3 separate regions of the Capra hircus genome follow, and all the other regions are linked to region 1. A link is a contact called in public Hi-C data. All regions are on one chromosome and are shown on one strand. The core of a region is the stretch at or near the end of the contact, and the rest is flanking DNA. Distances in the headings are between cores, read along the strand shown.

What was found. A called contact is a pair of places that touch in the nucleus more often than the background predicts.
Region 2: a contact with region 1 is called in a Hi-C map of liver, with 3 times the contacts expected there. The contact joins the promoter of HECA here to the enhancer-like site in region 1. A contact is called at or near these places in 4 of 5 Hi-C or Micro-C datasets (blood and liver).
Region 3: a contact with region 1 is called in a Hi-C map of blood, with 5 times the contacts expected there. The contact joins two enhancer-like sites. A contact is called at or near these places in 3 of 5 Hi-C or Micro-C datasets (blood and liver).

Annotation. Positions count from the first base shown.
Region 1 is chr9:64,136,058-64,140,558 of ARS1.2, reverse strand. No RefSeq gene overlaps it. Among named protein-coding and RNA genes, the nearest start is that of CITED2, 11 kb to the left of the region's middle. Within about 2 kb of position 2,263, at least 2 of the 5 cell types and tissues checked have an H3K27ac peak or open chromatin away from gene starts, as enhancers often do.
Region 2 is chr9:63,948,164-63,952,664 of ARS1.2, reverse strand. It overlaps HECA (headcase protein homolog), which reads right to left and starts at 1,759. Exons shown (of 4, transcript XM_018053273.1): 1 at 1,355-1,759. The coding sequence starts at 1,625.
Region 3 is chr9:64,003,844-64,008,344 of ARS1.2, reverse strand. No RefSeq gene overlaps it. Among named protein-coding and RNA genes, the nearest start is that of HECA, 55 kb to the right of the region's middle. Within about 2 kb of position 2,289, at least 3 of the 5 cell types and tissues checked have an H3K27ac peak or open chromatin away from gene starts, as enhancers often do.

The sequences.
Region 1 (4,501 bases), core at 1,014-3,513:
TTGTCTTCTTAATTGAATTATATATACTAATAAATAGTATATAGTTAGACAGTAAATAGTTTCTTTCAGAAATAAAGCCAGCACCTTAGCTTTGTCAATTCTGTAATCTATTAAATGAAAATCTCATTGGCTAAATTCTTCCATGTTAAAGACACCACATCACAACTTGACACACTGTCTGGAAGCAACTATGATTTAACACTGATTATAGGATTCACACTGATTTCAGAATATTAATATGTTAAAAAAAAACTGAACATCTTAGAATAAAGAAAATACAGTATTTAGTTACTTTACAGTTAATCTCCCTCAATCTATCTAAACTTTTTTGATATAGGTATAAGCCCAATTCCTTCTGTTTTGGTCTTCTACTGAAATGGAGAACTCTTCCATTAATAGTTAGAATTTTTAAAAAATAACAGGTCAGGAGTAAAAACCATTGAGTTGTAGCCTTAGCTCTGCAACCAAAGAGCTGGGTAATTCAATCACTATTCTCTCAAGTTTCTCCATCAGTGAAATGAAGGTGTATGTTTAATTAATATATCCTGTATTCAAAGCCTCATGAAGGAAACATAAACCCATTCCTATCATTTTCTCCCTTTGGAAAGTAAAATATTGGAGTAAAATATTATATAAAACTCCTTCAAAATATCATTTCTTACTGTTCTTTCTCTAACCTAACTGTGAGTCTGGGGGTGTGCTATAGACCTGAGCCAGTTGAGTCAATCCTCCAAGGGCTGCCATCAGTCAATGTTCCACTTCAATGTCAAAATGCACATAAGTGTTGGCTGCTGAGAGTTCCCTATCTGTAAGCAAATATCAAAAAGTGACCACCCACAACATATTTCTAGTACATGCAGTTGCAAAGACATAGGTGACTATGTAACATTCTTAAAAATAATTTGATCAGGTTTTGTTCTATTTTCTTACAGATTAAGTTCATTCTTCCAGTCTCATAAATAACACTCTCAAATATTTACACTCTCTTTCCTTCAAATGTCTGTTCCTGAACCACAATCATCACTGTTATTGTTATTAACATCATCACTGTTATTGTTTATTTTCTCAGAGACAATCCTTTACATAATGCTAAAGTAGAGGAAGCTGGACAATGTCAAACATTTTAATTAGGTTCTTAAGGGTTGTCAAGGAGCAGGAGGCACATGGCTGACATTTTATTTCCCTCCCCTCAACTTCCCAACACACATAGTCTCTTTGTTTCACACCACAACATTCCTCCAATTTGGAGAATCAGTTGTTTAGCTAGATGACAAGCTAACAGACTAGTCAAAAATAACATATAAAAGGAATCACAGAGCATAATTTGTAAATAATTCGTTTAACTGACTGTAAAAGTAATGTAGCTAAAGAACTACAACAAAATATTAATACAATAACATATTTGCTCCTTTCACTACTTGGCCACTAGGTGTAGCTGAAGGCCTGTAAGCCCATAATTGCATTTTTCTCCTGAGCAACCAAAACTAGAGTGTCACATACCTAAAGAAATTGCCCTCCACCACTGCTGATTTTACTGAAACATACACTATACCACATGACCTATTATAACCTTCAACATTAAGGACAAGCCAAAGACACTTCTTTAACTCTCTGCCCAGGTACCATTACTCATTACACTGTAATAAAAATTGCAAATTGGACAAAAGGTGTCTTTGAGCAAGCCTCCACTTTTTTGCTCTAATTCTCCCCTACCCTTTCTGAAGTGCTCTCATCCTGCCTTCCACTTACTCAGGTACCAGGGGCTCCGTTTTCTGCCCCACTAAGAACACATATCTTAAGAGAGAAACTCTAGAGAGAGTACAGCATTTAAACTACAGGAATGTTTTGAATGATAAGACTGAGTGCCTCAGTCAGAAAGATATTTTTAGGTTGTTAATCCTTTCTCTGACCCATTGCTCTCTCCTGTTTCTCCTCCTGCCTGTCAAGCCCATCCAGTTCAATGCCTTTCATTGGCCCTTTGCTCTTACTTTAAATGTTGGTGGACTGGACTGTGGCTCAAACAGCTGGCTGAAAGCTATCTAGCACATTAGCTGACCAGGAAAACTCCAACCAAAAAAAACAGAAACTATAGTCAGATTACAGTGGTGCTTAAACTGAAATTCTCTGGATTTGAGCCTGAGCTGTCCTTTGGGGGCCATATACTTATACTGAAGATGAGTGAAACTAGCTTGCAGAAGTCAAAATGAGAATTGGTGTTCACTAGGCCTCTCACCTCACCGCACTAGTGAATTCCATGAATCCAGAGGAGTGGAACACCTTGTCAGAACAAAGCAATACTAAGAGACCACATGATCCCAAGCACAGATGGAGAGAGAAGGTGCATCTGTCATTGACAGCTTTTTAACTCCCTGATTCAGCACCCAGAACCCAGCCATCAGCTGGGCATAGTTCCTATGAAGTCTCCCCAGACAAGTCTTCATCTGCTCTAGCTTGAGTGATTCAAACACCTATTTAACGACTCTGTGCTTTGGCATATGTTGTTCTCTCTGCCTGGAAGGCCCTTTTCATTTTCCCCTTGATGAAGTGGCCTTCAAAATCCATCTCAAGTATTCCTCTCTGAGAGACCTCCCTACATTGTGGCAGATTGGTTAATTCACTAATAATGTCAACAAGGACTTGTTTTTTTTTTCTTTTTACCTCAGACTAAGTGACATTAGAAGAGCTTACATGATGTATGGACCAACAAGGTCCAAAAGAATGGCTATCTCTTTCTGTGGCTTTTTTTTTTTTTCCTTCAAGAGAAAAGAAAACTTCCCAGAAGAATCCCTTCCCTCCATGTACTGTGTCACATTCCCTTTTCTGAACTAACCATTGGGATAGGTTTTACCACAGAATGGAATTAACACAGTTAGGGTAGGTAGGGTAGGTAGATGGAGGCCAACAACTCCATCACTAGAAGATTCAAAAGTTAAGTGAACTCTTTCCAAAATTCTTGTTTTAAGGCCTGGATTTTTTGCTGGAACTTAAAAGAACTATTTTTAAAGCCTTTATATTTTCAAATGAGTCTTCTTTATATAATAAAGATGTATTGCTAACAAAATTATATTATGAATCACTCAGAGCAGGTTTATTTGATAAAGGTTGAAATGTCTTCTATAAAGTGACATTTGCTAATATAAATAAATATCCTCTTAAAAAGAAATATATACTCATTATGTCTTCATTTCTGGCCCTTCGAAAATTCTCTTGTTAATATGATTAATCAACAATTTCGTTGAACCAAGAAAATCATGTACATGTTGGCAGGTGATTAATCTTAGTACAAAATGAAGAGAACCTAATATTTAGGAACAAATTATTGACAGCTATGTCATATTTCCATGATAAAATTCACTGGTTCCTATGCCAAAGCCAAAAAAGAATACAGAATTAGTCTGCTAAGATGGAAAAGGGGTGGGGGGGGCATAAGAGAAATCTACCGCAGGATATCTTTTATTCTATCTACTCATTGCTTGCTCTAGCCTTCCACAAAATACCTTTCTCCACCCCAGTAATGTATCCACATAAGAATACACATGATTTTACTTGACGGCCATGCTTGGTTAGGTTTGCCCAGATAGACTGAATTGGTCTAATCATCATAACTTATCCACCTGGCTGCAGCTGACTGGTCCATGGATAAAACCTGACCCAATAAAAACCTTTCCCAGTGAGTTTAACAATAGAGAGGTCAAGTTTTTTCTCTAGTGATGAAATTATAAGTTTGGAAACTGCTGTTAGCCATACTGCCAGCTGTACTGAATGAGCTAGTCTGAGAGAGTCAAAACAACATGAAGAGAGAAGCAGAGACAAAAATCTGAGTCCCTGAAGTCTAGTTGCAACTTTGTCTTTCCTGAAGTTTAGCTACATGAAACAATATATTTTCCTATCCCAGCACTAATCTGAGTTAGATTCAGTCACATGACACAAAACCATCCTAACACATACTAACACAAATTTTTTTTAATGTTTCATTGAAATACATATTGGGGGGTTATTTTATACCTATACTAGTGAGTGAAGTAAAAAATGATCTTTTCCACAAAAAAAATGAGGAATGTAAAGTGTCTGTTTTAAAGTATCAGAGGAAATTTAAAATTTCCTCCTCAGTTAAAGCTTCTAACATACTCTTGCACCGATATTACAGTGAGCAATGGACACTGATGTGCTCTGCAAATTTCACTTCAGGACTGAAGGACTTTTTCCCTCAGTTGCTGGGAATGCAGCCCACAGACAGCCCACAGCTCTTCAGAATTCCTGGTCACACTGCCCAAGACCATTCCTTTTCCTCAGGTTCAGTTCAGTTCAGTCACTCAGTTGTGTCTGATTCTTTGCAACCCCATGGACTGCAGCACACCAGGCTTCCCTGTCCATCACCAACCCCCAGCACTTACTCAAATTCATGTCCCTTGAGTCGGTAATTCCTCAGGTAGCCTGCCTCCAATGACTGGGATAAAGGTCTGGTTCCCTCACCCCAACTCAGAACAACTCTGAAAGGCCA
Region 2 (4,501 bases), core at 510-3,009, 190 kb after region 1:
CCTGCAAGGAGGAGACCCAGGTTTGATCCCTGGGTCAGGAAGATCCCCTGGAAAAGGGACTGGCAACCCACTCAGTATTCTTGCCCGGAGAATTTCACAGAGGAACCTGGCGGGCTACAGCCCATGGGGTGGCAAAAAAAAAAAACAGAACACGCCAAAGACAGTCTGGCCAAATTTTGACTTTTCAAACATTCACAAATGGGATGTTTGTTCCTGGGGGGTGGGCGGCGTGGGGAACCTTCCTATTTCAAAATTGCAGAGATATAGCCAAGGGGCCTAAGGTTCTAATCGGCTAATCTTCAGCCTCCTCTGCTCTGATAACCATGCGGGTTCTTCTAAGTGCAGTTCACCAGTTTAAAAAGTAAGTGATCTACATAAAGAAGGGCTTTGGAAGCTGAAACCTACAAGTTAAAAGTCAGATATTAGGAACCCAATCTCTCTTCATTAAAATATACCTATATTCCCTGCTCTGAAAACCTACTTGACCAGAGGAATTCAAAGAACTGCCCAAGTCCGAAAAAGTGTTTGCCCAGCACGCTGTAAGACTGTGTCTCTGCAGTGACAACGGCAATCTTGTGGTATCTTCACTATTCCTTAAACGCTCTCTCAAAAGGTGCATTCAGGTTATTAAGCTTCCTCCTAAAATGTGAAGTAGAATTAAATAATGATTTTTTTTTTTTTAACTCCGGGCTGAGAACGGAAGTCAAGTTCAGATTCTCTTCCTTCCTCAAGCGAGCAGAATTAAAGAGCACACCCCCGCCCCCTCGGCCCAGCGACACACACACACACACACACACCCTACAGTAAAAATGTCTCGGGGCCTCTTCACCTGTGGCAGTCGACACAGCAAGCCCCGGTCGGCCGGGATTTGAGGCTCCCCTTCACTCAGGGGAGGGGAAGGCGGGTGGGTGAGGGGAGCACAGGGAAGAAGGAACTGGTGCCTAAGTTTCCAATCGGACCATTCTTCTCAACTTGAGCAGCTCTTTCTTCCCTTCCTTCGTCCTCCCTGGTCTAGAGCACACACTCGGCTTTGCCAGCGCGAGCACAACGGGCAGGGCCCGAGGGGAGCGCCGCCCCGACCGGGGACCCGACAGCCCCTCGGAGTTTGGGGCGCAGGCTGCCCGAGGCGCGCGACCGGAGAGCGGCGCGGACACCGAGCCGGGGCCGGCGATCGATCGCCGCCGCCGTGCGTGGGGACCGGGAAGGGGCAGCCGCGGCGGGGCGGAGGGGCGGGGTGAGCACTTCCTGACTCTCGCATTGTCCACGCATCGCCCGCGCCACCCTGGGCCCCGCCGCCGCCGCGCCGTCCCCGTCGGTGAGGAAGTTGGCGCTCGCCCGACCGGACCCGACTCACCGTTCTTGGCGTCGCCCGCGGCTGCAGCCCCCGCGGCGGCCGCGGCGTTGGCGGCGCCCGGCCCCGCGCCTCCGGCGCCCGCCGCGCCCCCGGTGCCGGGTGCGCCCGCCGCCGCTGCTCCGCAGCCGGCCGCCGCCGCCAGGGCCCCCCCGGCCGCCGCCCCCGCCGCGCCCGCCACTGCCAGGGCCCCGGCTCCATTTTCCTGCTCGTCCCCGCTGCTGTTGGCGCGCTTGTTTTTGCGGCCGCCTTTACTGTTTTTGGGATTGGGCATCTCGCGAGCGTCCAGGTGCCCCGCGTCGGTGAAGGCGGCTCCCAGCGGCGCGACGCCGGGTTCGGGAGGCCGAGAACGGAGGGCGCGGGCCGGCGGCTCCGCTGGCGCCCGTCTAGCCGCGCGGCCCGCGCCGCGCCATCCCGGCTGCCGCGCCCTCCCCGGCTTCCTGGAGCCGGCGCGCGGTCACCCGAGGCTCGCAGCCGCGCGGGCGCCGCGGGCTCGGGGCGCAAGCAAGAAGCTCTCCAGCCGGAGGGAAAAGGCGGGTCTCGGGCTTGTTTTGATTCGGCTTCGCTGACACGCTCTGGCCCCGCCCCCTCCCGTGACGACACTGGGGATTCGGCCTGGCCGCACCCACTAGGTGACCTCATGGTGGCCTGGCCCGCCCGCGTGACGTCACGCCCCGCGCTGAGCCGGCAGCCTTGGAGTGACGTCATCGGGGCGCCCGCACTCCGGGTCTCCGACTGCACCTGGGTGCCTGCGGACCTACCTTCCTGAAATGGCCCTAAACGCCAGTCCAGTGGCATCTGGAGTTAGTCGGAGGCCTTCTGACCTTCATGTAATTGAGGCTTAGAACAATATGATCGGGAGAAAATGGGGGTGGGGGGGTGACCAGAACAGAATTGGAAAACAAAGAGTTTCTAATTAATCATACATCAAAATGCTCTGCCATTCAGAAACAGTTGTAGATTCACTAATTAAAGAAATCGAGTCAAGTTCCTAGAAAATGAGAAAGGACAGAAGAGTCCGTGAATGGAAGGCCGTCACAGTCTAGTGGTGAAACCGCTGGTTCAAACAGAACCCACCATCCAGGGATGATACTAAACGTCTCCAGGGACGGAGAAGCAGGCTCTTCCTGGAGGGAACACCCAATCCCCGTGGACTGAGTTGTCCTGAAAGCCCGGCGGCCACTGTTGTGAGCAGGTGGAGAGCAGAGGGTGACACCAGTGATAAGGCAGTGACTTGAGGGGCAGGGAACCCCAGGAACAGTTTCCCGTGGTCTCTTTTTCTGCAACTCTTTTCGGCTTTTTTGAAGACTAGCTCCTTCCCACCCTTCAGGTCTCAGCTCAAACACATCACTTCCTTCACAATGATAGAACTGATGCCATTCCCCAAAAGGGCTATCAGAAGTACCACCTCATCCATCTCTAATTAGGTTGTCAATGTATATATGTTTACCTATTTCCTGTCTATCTGCTTCTCAAATGAAAGTTCAACATGTAGGACATTTTATCTGTCTTGGGCACCTCAGCAGGACAGCTGGCATGTATTTGTTGAGTGTATATGTTCTTTTCCCATGAACTGTGGAGGGAAAACTATGTTAACTGACAATTTACAGTTCTCCCTTCCTATACAGTGTGATCTTCTTTAATTAACCCAGCTTTCCAGTAAAGAATCTTGGAACTCTGCTCAATGTTATATGGCAGTCTGGATGGGAGGGGAGTACGGGGGAGAATGGATTTATCTATATGTATGGCTGAGTCCCTTTGCTGTCCACCTGAAACTACCACAACATTTTTAATTGGCTATACTCTAATACAAAATAAAAAGGGTTTAGGTTTTTTTAACTTTTTAAAAAATCTTTAGTTGTGTTCTGAAACATAAAGAGGTAGACAGGGAAGTACTTGCCCTGTGTTTACATAATGGGGAAACTCCCTGGGAATATTGGGCATTCATAACAGAGCCAGGAGCTGCAAGAGAGCACACTCAGAAGCAGGTTGGACTTTTCAGGAGGAAAGTGATGGATCTTTTAATTCCCTAATTTTGCCAGAGGAGAGAGGAAATTAACCCTGAATATTCATTGGAAGGACTGATGCTGAAGGTGAAGCTCCAATATTTTGGCCGCCTAATCTGAAGAGCCGAGTCTTTGGAAAAGACTCTGATGCTCAGAAAGATTGAGGGCAGGAGGAGAAGCAGGTGACAGAAGATGAGATGGTTGGATGGCATCACCGACTCAATGGACATGAGTTTGAGCAAACTCTGGAAGACAATGAAGGAAGGGAAGCATGGCATGCTGCAGTCCAGGGGGTCACAAAGAATTGGACACCACTTAGTAACTGAACAACAACAACAATTTTCATGTCTATGTCTCCTTCACCCTGACTCCCCTAAGCAGTTGGGGAGGCAGGATTGTCTATCTTTCTAACTCTGCAGAGTCTAGCATAAAGCCTGACCCACAGTTAGTGTTCGATAAAATTTTGTAGAATGGATAATGCCTAAAGCATTCTTCTTCTGGCTACATTCTTCTGAACCTTTCAGTCTCAGCTAAATCATCAGTTCTCTGGGATCCCAATGTACTCCCTGTACCTTGCTCACAAGAGCTTACACACAGTATGGAAATTGCTTGTTTACTTGTCTCTTGCCTGGGCCAACCCCCTCCCCCGTCCAGACGATAAGCTGTGTGATGGCAGAAGCTATCTCTCTGAGGTGTCACTGTATCCCATGGTGCCTAACACAGTGCATCGTACACAGTAGGTATTTAGTAAGTGCATGACAAATACCTGAGTAAGTAAATGGACAAATGCTTTGAAGGTAGATTCGGCAGGATTTGGTGGCCATTTGGATGTGAGGGATGAAGGAGAGAGGTAATAAATTCTGAAAATTGAGAAAAGGATGGTAGTTAATGAAATGACGACTTCAAGGGGAGGCTATTGGAGTGGAGGAAGATAATAGTTAATGTAGGCCATTACACTTAGATTAATTTCATTACTGATATCCCTCCCTAAATGTGGCTGAGAGATCTCAAAATATTTTGGTGACTTCAGCTTTGACCTTTTTTTCTCTTTAAGGCTTTTTGGGTTTTTACTTTTAAGTCGTGAGGATAAAGATGCTTTAAAGTACAGGGAAATTGAGACCACTACTTTTTTGAATAAGCGCAT
Region 3 (4,501 bases), core at 1,040-3,539, 130 kb after region 1:
TGCTTCCTAAGGCCCACTTCATTTCACACTCCAGGATGTCTGGCTATAGGTGAATAACCACACTACTGTGGTTATCCAGGTCTTTAAGGCCTTTCTTGTATAGTTCTTCTGTGTATTCTTGCCACCTCTTCTTAATCTCTTCTGCCTCTGTTAAGTCCTTACCATTTCTGATGTTTATCGTGCCCATCCTTGCCTGAAATGTTCCCTTGTTACCTCCTATTTTCTCAAAGAGATCTTTAGTCCTTCTCACTCTATTGTTTTCTTATACTTCTTTGCATTGTTTATTAAAAGAGACTAAAGTGAAAATCACTTAATCATGTCTGACTCTTTGCCACTCCATGGACTGTACAGTTCATGGAATTCTGCAGGCCAGAATAGTGGAGTGGGTAGCCATTCCCTTTTCCAGGGGATCTTCCCAACCCAGGGATCAAACCCAGGTCTCCCGCATGACAGGCAGATTCTTTACCAGCCACCAGGGAAGCCCAAGAATACTGGAGTGGGTAGCCTATTCCTTCTCCAGCGGATCTTCCCAACCCAGGAATCGAACCAGGATCTCCAGCATTGCAGGCAGATTCTTTACCAGCTGAACTACCAGAGAATAGCAAAAGCCAAATCTTAGTGACTCATGGTTTTGGTTTCCCATCACTTTGTTTATAAGAATTGAAGTTAGAAATAGGGGGCATGTTGTTGATTGTCTTAGTCTTCATACTGCTATACCAAAATATCACAGACCGAGTGGCTTAAAAAAAACGTAAATTTATTTCTCACAGTTCTGGAGGCTGGAAAGTCCAAAATCAAGGTGCAGGCAGATTCAATGTCTGGTGAGAGCCTGCTTTCTGGTTCAGAGCTGGCCATCTTCTGTGTCTTCACCTGCTGGAGGGATGAGAAGGCTCTCTGGAACCTCTTCTCCAAGGGCATTCATCCCATTCATTAGGGTTCCACCCTTATGACTGAATCACCTCTCAATGGCCCCACATCTTAATACCATCACATTAGTCGCTCACTGGTGTCCGACTCTTTGTCACCCCATGAGCCTGCCAGGCTCCTCTGTCCATGGAATTCTCCAGGCAAGAATATTGGAATGGGTTGCCACACCCTCCTCCAGGGGATCTCATCATATTGGGGATTACAATTTAAACACAAGAACTTCGAAGAACACATTCAGTCCATAACACCGCTTGAGACTCAGCTGTCAGAAGGAGAAGGCAATGGCCACCCACTCCAGTACTCTTTCCTGGAAAATCCCATGGACTGAGGAGCCTGGAAGGCTGCAGTCCATGGGGTCACGAAGAGTTGGACATGACTGAGTGACTTCACTTTCACTTTTCACTTTCATGCATTGGAGAAGGAAATGGCAACCCCCTCCAGTGTTCTTGCCTGGAGAATCCCAGGGACGGCGGAGCCTGGTGGGCTGCCGTCTATGGGGTCGCAGAGTCAGACACGACTGAAGCGACTTAGCAGCAGCAGCAGCTGTCAGAAAGTGGTAATTATGGTGACTATATATTCTATACCCCAAATAGAAGGAGGCACTGAGGGCTACTGCTCTTACATCAGTAATAAGATCGAATGCTGGAAATCAAGACTGACCAGGAGAAGCCAGCTCATAAGTATAAAAATTATAATTCTGTCACTGGTTCAAAATGTTCTTGATTTTCACTAAATTGGCTCCAAAATGGGGCTTTAGAGAGCTGGCCACATTGATGAGATTTTTCCAGACCACAGTTACAGGAGAGAAGAGCCTTCCTGGACTCTGGTCTTGGTCTCCAAGTTGCTCCCAGACCCATCTGCAGGGAACCAGATAACAGACCCCTAACCTGCTTATTTCAGTCAGCGGTTTTGCTTCTTGCAGTGCCCAACCTCACAGATGCCAAAGCAAGGACAGTTCAGCAGCAGCTGCCGATAATGGGTTTATGCTGCTGCCGACCCAAGGAAGCCGCTTTGAGTAGACGATATATCTGCATTCCTGCGGCCCAAACCCACACCCTCCGCGATGGCTGCGGCACAGAGAGAGCACGAGCGCCACCTACTGAGCACTGCAGGCCTAGCTGGCTTCACGGCCAGCAAGACGGGCATGGCACCCAGGGTGGGCCTGAAAACCACCTTTGTACAGTCATTAAGGAGGCCTCATCTTCTGCCAAAGTTGGTGACTGTTTTTGAGAGTTACACTGAAAAAAGTTACAAGGAAGTTCATTTTGCTCTGAACAAACTTGAAACTTAACTACAGTTGGGATCCAGGCAGTATTCCACTTAAGTGAGACATGGGCAAGCCAGCAACTGCAGAGTTTATAGAACACAATTAAGGACTCACCCTTAAGCAGGCGGTGCGTGAGGCACCAGGGACAGAAGGAGGAGTGATCTACACTAGACCAACAACAGAAAGGTGGTGAAGCTGTGTCTGTATTCCACAGCTGAGAAACACGCTCACTGAACTCAGCCACGATTCACTCCCAAGTCCACCTCCAAGGGTTTTCCATCTTTCCCTGTGTTCCATCACCACTGTCACTAAGCTGAGAAGAAGTCATGATGACTTCTTTATTGTTCTGTTTTGGTTTGATTCTTGAGTTGCTGACTGACAAATGATATGTTTGGAATTTTGTTCTCAAAATAGCTGCTTTGCAGATGCCCTAAGCCGGTCCTCTTGGCCAGGCTTTCTGAAAATAATGCCAGGAAAACTCTCAAAGTATTCAATCCCTTCCCTGTATTCACAAACTCCTCCATATGTGCTAATAGCACATTTCTGACAATGATCAATAAAATATGGTTTCAAATGTTTTTAGCACCTAATGACCCAATCTTACTTCCTCAATACATACAAATAATAGGTTAGTTAGTAAATAAACAGTCTATTAAGTTAAAAACCCCAAACTGGGGTGATATGGTCACACACTTTTGCATCTGGGCAGCAGAACCTGAACACCCCAGGGGACCCTTCCTGCAGAGAGATCCTGGTGCCCAGCCTCGGTCCACAGCCATCATCCAAGCATAATCCAATGAACTGCACAGGGGTGCTTCCTTCTCCAGGAAGAGTCCAGGTAAACACAAATAATTGGAAATGGGCAAAGATGCATGTTGGATGCAAGATACCCAGATTGAAGGGAGAATCAATCATTCACAAACTAAACTTTCTTAGGGTTTCCCTGATAGCTCAGTTGGTAAAGAATCCACCTGCAATGCAGGAGACCCCAGTTCAATTCCTGGGCCAGGAAGATCCGCTGGAGATGGGATAGGCTACCCACACCAGTATTCTTGGGCTCCCCTGGTGGCTCAGCTGGTAAAGAATCTGCCTGCAATGTGGGAGATCTGGGTTCGATCTCTTGGTTGGGAAGATCCCCTGAAGAAGGGAAAGGTTACCCACTCCAATATTCTGGCCTGGAGAATTACATGGACTGATATAGTCCTGTGGGTCACAAAGGGTTGGGCACAACTGAGCGACTTTCACATCACATCAAACTTTCTTAAGCTACTACTGTGAGAACTGCATTTAAGGCCCTGCTAAACTTTCTGGTATTTTACTATGATTTTATTTTTGACTACAGTCCAGGTGGGCAATAACTTAAGGTATTAAATATTTATGTGAGCTCATAGTTTTACCCATAAAGATTCAATCATCATGTTTTCCATCCATTGCAGCCCCCTTCTTTTTGCAAGGCTCTGTGCAAAGTAGTTTTGAAAACATGTTTCCAGCCAGTCATTCAACTGTTGACCTGGTAAGACTTCTTAGATGGCTTATTCTTTAATTCCTACAATTCAGTTCAAAGAGGGCACCTAAAGCAACTATCAGCTACTACAAATTCAAGTTTAACCATTAGGTGAGCTGCTGGGAGAAACTTCTCTCAGTACCTTGCAAGCTTACTTCCTTGGCACACATTAGAAATCTGGTCCAGAAATGTATACTTTCAAAATGAGCACAGCTCCAAAGCAGACCGTTTACTTCAAGGCCTTTCTGATTTTCTTCCCTTGGGGTTGAACTATAAATTTTGAAATCTTTACACTCATAATCAGTATCTTGTTAACTTAAATTATATTAAACCAAGAAAGGGCTTACCCAGGTAATGCTAGAGGTAAAAGATCCAACTGCCAGTACAGGAGACCTAAGAAATGCAGGTTCAATCCCTGAATCAGAAAAATACCTTGGAGAAGGGAATGGCAACCCACTCCAGTATTCTTGCCTGGAGAATCCCATGGCAAGAGGAACCTGGCAGGCTACAGTCCACAGGGTCGCAAAGAGCCGGACACAACTGAAGTGACTTAGCAGAGCATAGCACAAACCAAGAAAACTGAAAGTGCCAAAGTACCCACTCCAATCTCAAAATAGAGACAGCTTTAAAAGAAAAAACTTCTCCTGAACTATTTTAAACATCATTCTTGTTTGATAAAATTGTTTCTTTTGAATTTTAGAACTTAGCGATTTTGAATACACTTTCTTCCACAGCTTCAGTGATTTTCTAGAGATATTTTCTTAAAGCTTTCAACTAATACAAACCCAAATATGCACACCAGC